Regions from separate parts of the Ovis aries genome. Here region 2 is linked to region 1. A link is a contact called in public Hi-C data. All regions are on one chromosome and are shown on one strand. Each heading gives the region's core, a stretch centred on a gene start, on an enhancer-like site or on the middle of the called end of the contact. The rest is flanking DNA. Distances are from core to core; before and after follow the strand shown.

The links. A called contact is a pair of places that touch in the nucleus more often than the background predicts.
Region 2: a Hi-C map of muscle shows a contact between it and region 1, with 2.4 times the contacts expected there. The contact joins the promoter of REV3L here to the enhancer-like site in region 1. A contact is called at or near these places in 4 of 16 Hi-C or Micro-C datasets (hypothalamus, muscle and tail adipose tissue).

Annotation. Positions count from the first base shown.
Region 1 is chr8:26,071,516-26,074,061 of ARS-UI_Ramb_v3.0, reverse strand. The region is part of intron 12 of FYN (FYN proto-oncogene, Src family tyrosine kinase); the gene reads right to left. Among named protein-coding and RNA genes, the nearest start is that of TRAF3IP2, 63 kb to the left of the region's middle. Within about 2 kb of position 1,266, at least 40 of the 54 cell types and tissues checked have an H3K27ac peak or open chromatin away from gene starts, as enhancers often do. A contact at or near this core is called in hypothalamus, muscle and tail adipose tissue, where this site is marked.
Region 2 is chr8:26,245,719-26,248,264 of ARS-UI_Ramb_v3.0, reverse strand. REV3L (REV3 like, DNA directed polymerase zeta catalytic subunit) reads right to left here and starts at 1,279. Exons shown (of 32, transcript XM_060419486.1): 1 at 800-1,279. The coding sequence starts at 938.

The DNA of each region.
Region 1 (2,546 bases), core at 17-2,516:
GCTCTCAGGGAGGAGCTCTAAGATTCATCAGCAAGACTTTGTCTGGGACTTCCCTGCTGGTCCAGGGGTTAAGACTGTGCTCCCACTGCAGGGGGCACAGGTTCAATCCCTGGTTGGGGAACTAAGATCCTGCACGCCACCAGCACGGCCAAAAAACAAACAAAGAAAAGACTTGCCTGAAGTGCTGAATGTGTGTGCATGTATGTGTGTGTGCATATGTATGTGTGTGTGTGTGTGTGGGGGGGGAGGTGGTTGGGACTTCTGGAAGTGATTATTTTGGGTGGAACTGAAGAAAGGAGGGCCCCTGCTTGCTGTTCTAGAACACCAGAATGCTGACTAACTCCAAGGATACTTCCAGCATTCCAAGAACTACAAGGAAGGCAAAGGCAGAACTAAATCTCTGACGCACACTCTGGATACGATGGAGACTGTATCTGTGGCCTTTTCTCTAGAACAAAAGGCAAGAGAGCTGCATGTAGTGCTCTGGAAGCAACTGTATGCTGCCGTTCAGGGTGGTGAGAATTCAGACTGAAGTCAAAACACACGTCTGAAATTGAGCTCAACACAGACGTCATCTGGTCACCCCTAGCAGGGGCAGTGGGCCTGGGTCAGTCCGACATCATGTCACAAAGCCTGCTAGGCGGCAAGGGACGCGGGTTGGAGATACTGCTCAGAAACAGCTGGTGGTCATACCAAGGGTCTGGCTGGGAGTCAGGAAGAAACGGAAGGAAGAGAGGATGTAGAGCAGACGATAACCACTTTGGGGTGCTTTCCCATACCACTCCCCCAGCCCCCGCCCGTGCCTCTGGGGAGACCAGCCCCGTGCTGCTGTGTACCCTCCTCCAAAACACTGGACAGCTTTCACATGCACTGGCTGCCCCTGATTATCAGGATGATGCAAACGCAGGAGATCCTCTGTCAGCAAAGCAAGACAAGGAAGCCAAGTGACATTCTTGATGTTTGATGGCAGTCTGTAGTGCCTATTTACACACTTTAAAATCACAGAGGGTGACCATCTGCTTCCTTCTTGATGATTACTAAGGAACGTGGGTGCACAAACCAAGGACTTGCTCTGACCATTCAGAAACAACTGCCAAATTGCTCTGCTCAAGACAGCACAAAGGAGGGGGAGAGAGAGAGAGAGAGAGAGAGAGAGAGAGAGACCAACCCATATGGAATACAAAACGTGACCGCCCAGTGCAGAGAAGAGGAAAGATATTCAGACAAGCTGAGCTCTCGGTGACCAGGGCTTACAGCAGGCCCATCAGTCCCCCTCCCTTCTGCCCCCCAGGTGCAGAGTCAGGGAGCAGCCAGGCTATGGGGATGGAATGAATCCGTGTCCTCCCAGCAAACAGTTTTAATTTTAAAAGAGACAGTGGAGGAGGCAGGGTTGAGTTTTCCTTTCCTTTTAGTCTTTGGCTTGCCCCGCGTCCCTTTTCAGAGGAAAACACGATCTGCCCCACCCATCAGCCTCTCTCGGGCAGCCTGACCACTCCCCGCAGCGCAGAACCTGACCCCGGAGCTCCGCGGTGGGTGCGCAGATAAACAAAGCGCCCCTCTCGGAAAAGCCGGTGGAAGCCCGGCCGCCGGGGGCGGAATACAAATGAAGGCTCTCTCTGCCTGTGACGGAAGTGCACCAAACTCGGAATCTGGGAGGCTTGATTGGAACCAGGCTGGGCTCCGGCACGCAGCTCTCTCAGCAACAGCAGGAAGGAGGGCTGGGAGGGCCTGGCCAAGGGCAGGGAGTTCTGCGGGGAGAACCTTGGGCTCTCAGCAGGACCCCCCGCCCCCCACCCCCGGGACCAGCGACCCTGACCGAGCCCAGCGGCACGGTCAGTTCAAACAAATAAGCTTCCTGCTCCATGCTTAAAACAATAGCTGAGCTGGAAAGGGTTTGCTTTTTGTCAAAGGATGATTTGCTTCTCTAGCACGGGAAGAATTAGATTAAATTCAATAATTAAAAGGGTTTCGTCCCCCTCCTCCTCCCCTGACATTTGCTGTTCAGGTCACAGCACACTGTGTGGGAATGGCAATGCCGTTGTTGACAGAGAACAAGAAACGCATGTGCCGCCGGGAGCAGGGAGGGCATCTCGCGGCGAGATCAGCCTTGATCTGCCTCCGGATTACAGGGGCCTCAGAAGAGGCTGATTAATAATTCTGCAGGAGCCCTTGAGCTGGAAAGCTGGCGTTCTGAGTCTGATAATCCCCAGTCGTGGCAGTACAAAGGAAGGACAGGAATTGAATTCACAGTTCTGAATGGTGAAATACAAAATCTGAAAGAAGCAGGGATCTGCTTCTTCCTGACTGTGTTTGTCAACCTAGCTGCCTGCTTGTTTGTGTTAAATGGCTACTGTGCTTTTTGAATCCAAAATCTGATTATATTTAATTAGTACAGGCATCTGGGATTTCTAATACACAAAGAGTTATTAAAGTAACAAATCTTTCTAAAATATGTTCTCCATGAAAGAATGTGTTAATTTATGCAGCAGCAATTTTTTAACATGAAATAATTAACATGAAAACTGCAACAATTATGAATTCTTTGC
Region 2 (2,546 bases), core at 30-2,529, 170 kb before region 1:
CTTAGCTGTGGTTCTTATGAAATTGACGCTATTAAGTGGGATGTTTTACACTGGGCGACATAAACATGCATTTCCTTCTTCCGCGGATACACACTTCCCTGAAAGCAACGCACCTGGGGGCGCAGCCCTGCCCCCAGACTCCGAGGGTTTACTTGAAACTCTAAGCAGTTACGATCTGCCCTCACAGCAGAACCACAGGGTCACTTCAATGAGAAAGATTATCTGGCCCCAGGCGCCACTCTTAAGCCCACAGCATCTCCAGAAGGGGCAGAGGAGAGCGCTGCTGAGAAGAGGCGACGAGGAGCGACTGACAACAGAGCTGACACTTCCCTACTCCTCAAGCCGCGTCCAGCAAGGGGCACTTGGGAGACGCAGAGGCTGTCCGAGGTCCCACCAGTCACCCACCTCAGAGGGGGGCCCTGCGCGCCCGCTCACGGAAGACATGGCGCGGCCACCTGACCCCGTCCTCCGGGGCGAGAGCGACGCCCGCTCCGCCTGCCCGCGCGACCCCGAGTGTGCGGACCCGGCTCCCGACCGCCCCACGCAGTGTAAACACTCGGCGCCCGCCGCCTCCCCGCCTGGGGTTGGATGGGGGGAGGAGGGGGCGGAACGCTCTCGCGGACCCACATTTTTGCGCCTCTTGTCATGCTCGGGAGGAAAAGGCGAGCAGGGCGAAGGGGAGGGAAGACGCGGCGGCGATCAGCCGAGAGGGCCGGCGCCGGCGGCGTGCGCGCGAGTGCGCGGCGGGGAGAGCTGCCCGGGCGCCCGCCGCTCCCGCCCGCGCCCCGCGCCCGCTTACCTGCCGGGGTCGCTCCGAAGATTCGCACCACCGGCACCTTCTTGACAGGGGCCTGGGTGAGGGGGGATTGGCAGATATCCAGCCCCTGCAGCGGGCTGGCCATGTAGTAGTCGGCAGTCACTATCCTCACTGAAAACATGTTTGCCGCCGCCGCCGCCGCCTCCTCTTCACTAGCGACCTGGCAACGGCAGCAGCAGCGGCGGTTCCTTCCGCAGCGGCGGCCCCACAGCAGCGGCGGCGGCGGCGGCGGCGCCCCCTCCCCTCACACTCAGACACGGCGAGCCGCGGCGGCGGGCGGGGCGGCGTGGGCACTGCTGCCGCCGCCTCCTCAGGAGCACCCGGCGAGGGGCGACCGGGGAGAAGCCCTCGCGCTTTCGTCGGTGCTGCTGCTGGTGCTACCGCCACTGCCGCCGCCGCCGGGAATTACACGGGCTCCTCGGTCCCCGGCTGCAGCTCTTGTTGCCATGATGATGATGTCACGGACGCAACCACTGGGGGAGGGGAGAAGGGGTTGTGTGTGTGTGAGCGTGTGGGGCGAAGGGAGGGCCAAGAGTAGTTGGGGGAGGGGACACGGCGGGAAAGGGAGGGAGCGGGGCGGGCACCCGAGCGGGACACCCAAGCGGGGGGCCGAGTAGGTGTTTTTCTCCCCCCGCCCCCGGGCACGCCGCGAGGGCGGAGGCTGCAGGAGAGCCGGGCCCGCGCTGGGCACGGGGAATCGATGACTCGGCCGGTGGGCACGGCCACCTGGGGTGAGGGGCAGCGGAGGGAGGGGGCGGCGGAGCACCGATGTCATGGATGGGCTCGGAGGGCCCGGCGGGGAGGGGGGCGCCAGTGTTCAGGGTCGTTTTTTGGCGGCTAGGCGGGATTGGCCGGAGCCGCGGCGATCGCGCTCGCCTCGCCGACCGCCATTTCACATCCTGCAGAGAAGGCGGGGGCAGCCGCGGAAACGGCCTTTTACAAGGTAAGAAAACCCGCCCGGGGGAGCGGGGCGGGGTGGAGGGGGTAGGCGAGCCGCAGATCTCGTGCCGCCTCGGCCTCGCGGGAGGCGGGGGTGGCGGACGCAGCCGGCCCTTCTCAGGTAACGCTGCGGCCTCGCGCGCGGCCCGGGGGCGGCGCGAGGGGCGGGGGCGCGCGAGCGCGGGCTTCGGCCTATAAAAGGGCCGCCCCGCCGTTCCCTCCCGAACGTGCGAGACGCCGGGCCCCCGCCTCTGCCGCCGTTCTGCAGTGTCTGCACCCGGCCGCTTAATGAGATTTATTCACGCTCGGCTCTGCTCATCTTTGCCAGGGGTTGGCAGATCCAGTGCACAGGGATTTCCCACCGCAGTGTTTTTCTCCCGCCCCTTTGCTTCCCTCTCGCCGTAGTATATCCTTCCTTGGTTTCCTCCCGGGGCCCGCCGGCTGCGTCCCGGGCGCGCGCCTGGACATGTAAGGACTTGTCAGTTCCCAGTGACCTCCCTCCTCCCCTGCCTTCTTCGGCGGAATGTAGGATTAAGAGCCCTTCAGCGAAATTTTCGGCCAAAGAAAAAGGCCCATGAAAGTCACCGCATCAGATGTGGACTCCCAGTGTTACTCATTAATGGTTTGTGTGAGGGTTTACTAGCCTAAGGCCAGAAAGCAAAAGGGAAGGCCCGTTAGACGAAACAACTTCATCCAAAAAGGAGGGGTGCAGTTGTGAAAGCAAGGGGTTAAAAAAAAGTGTAGTAAGCGATGCAGCTGAGTTGTCCATAATATTGGAACCATTAGGTTT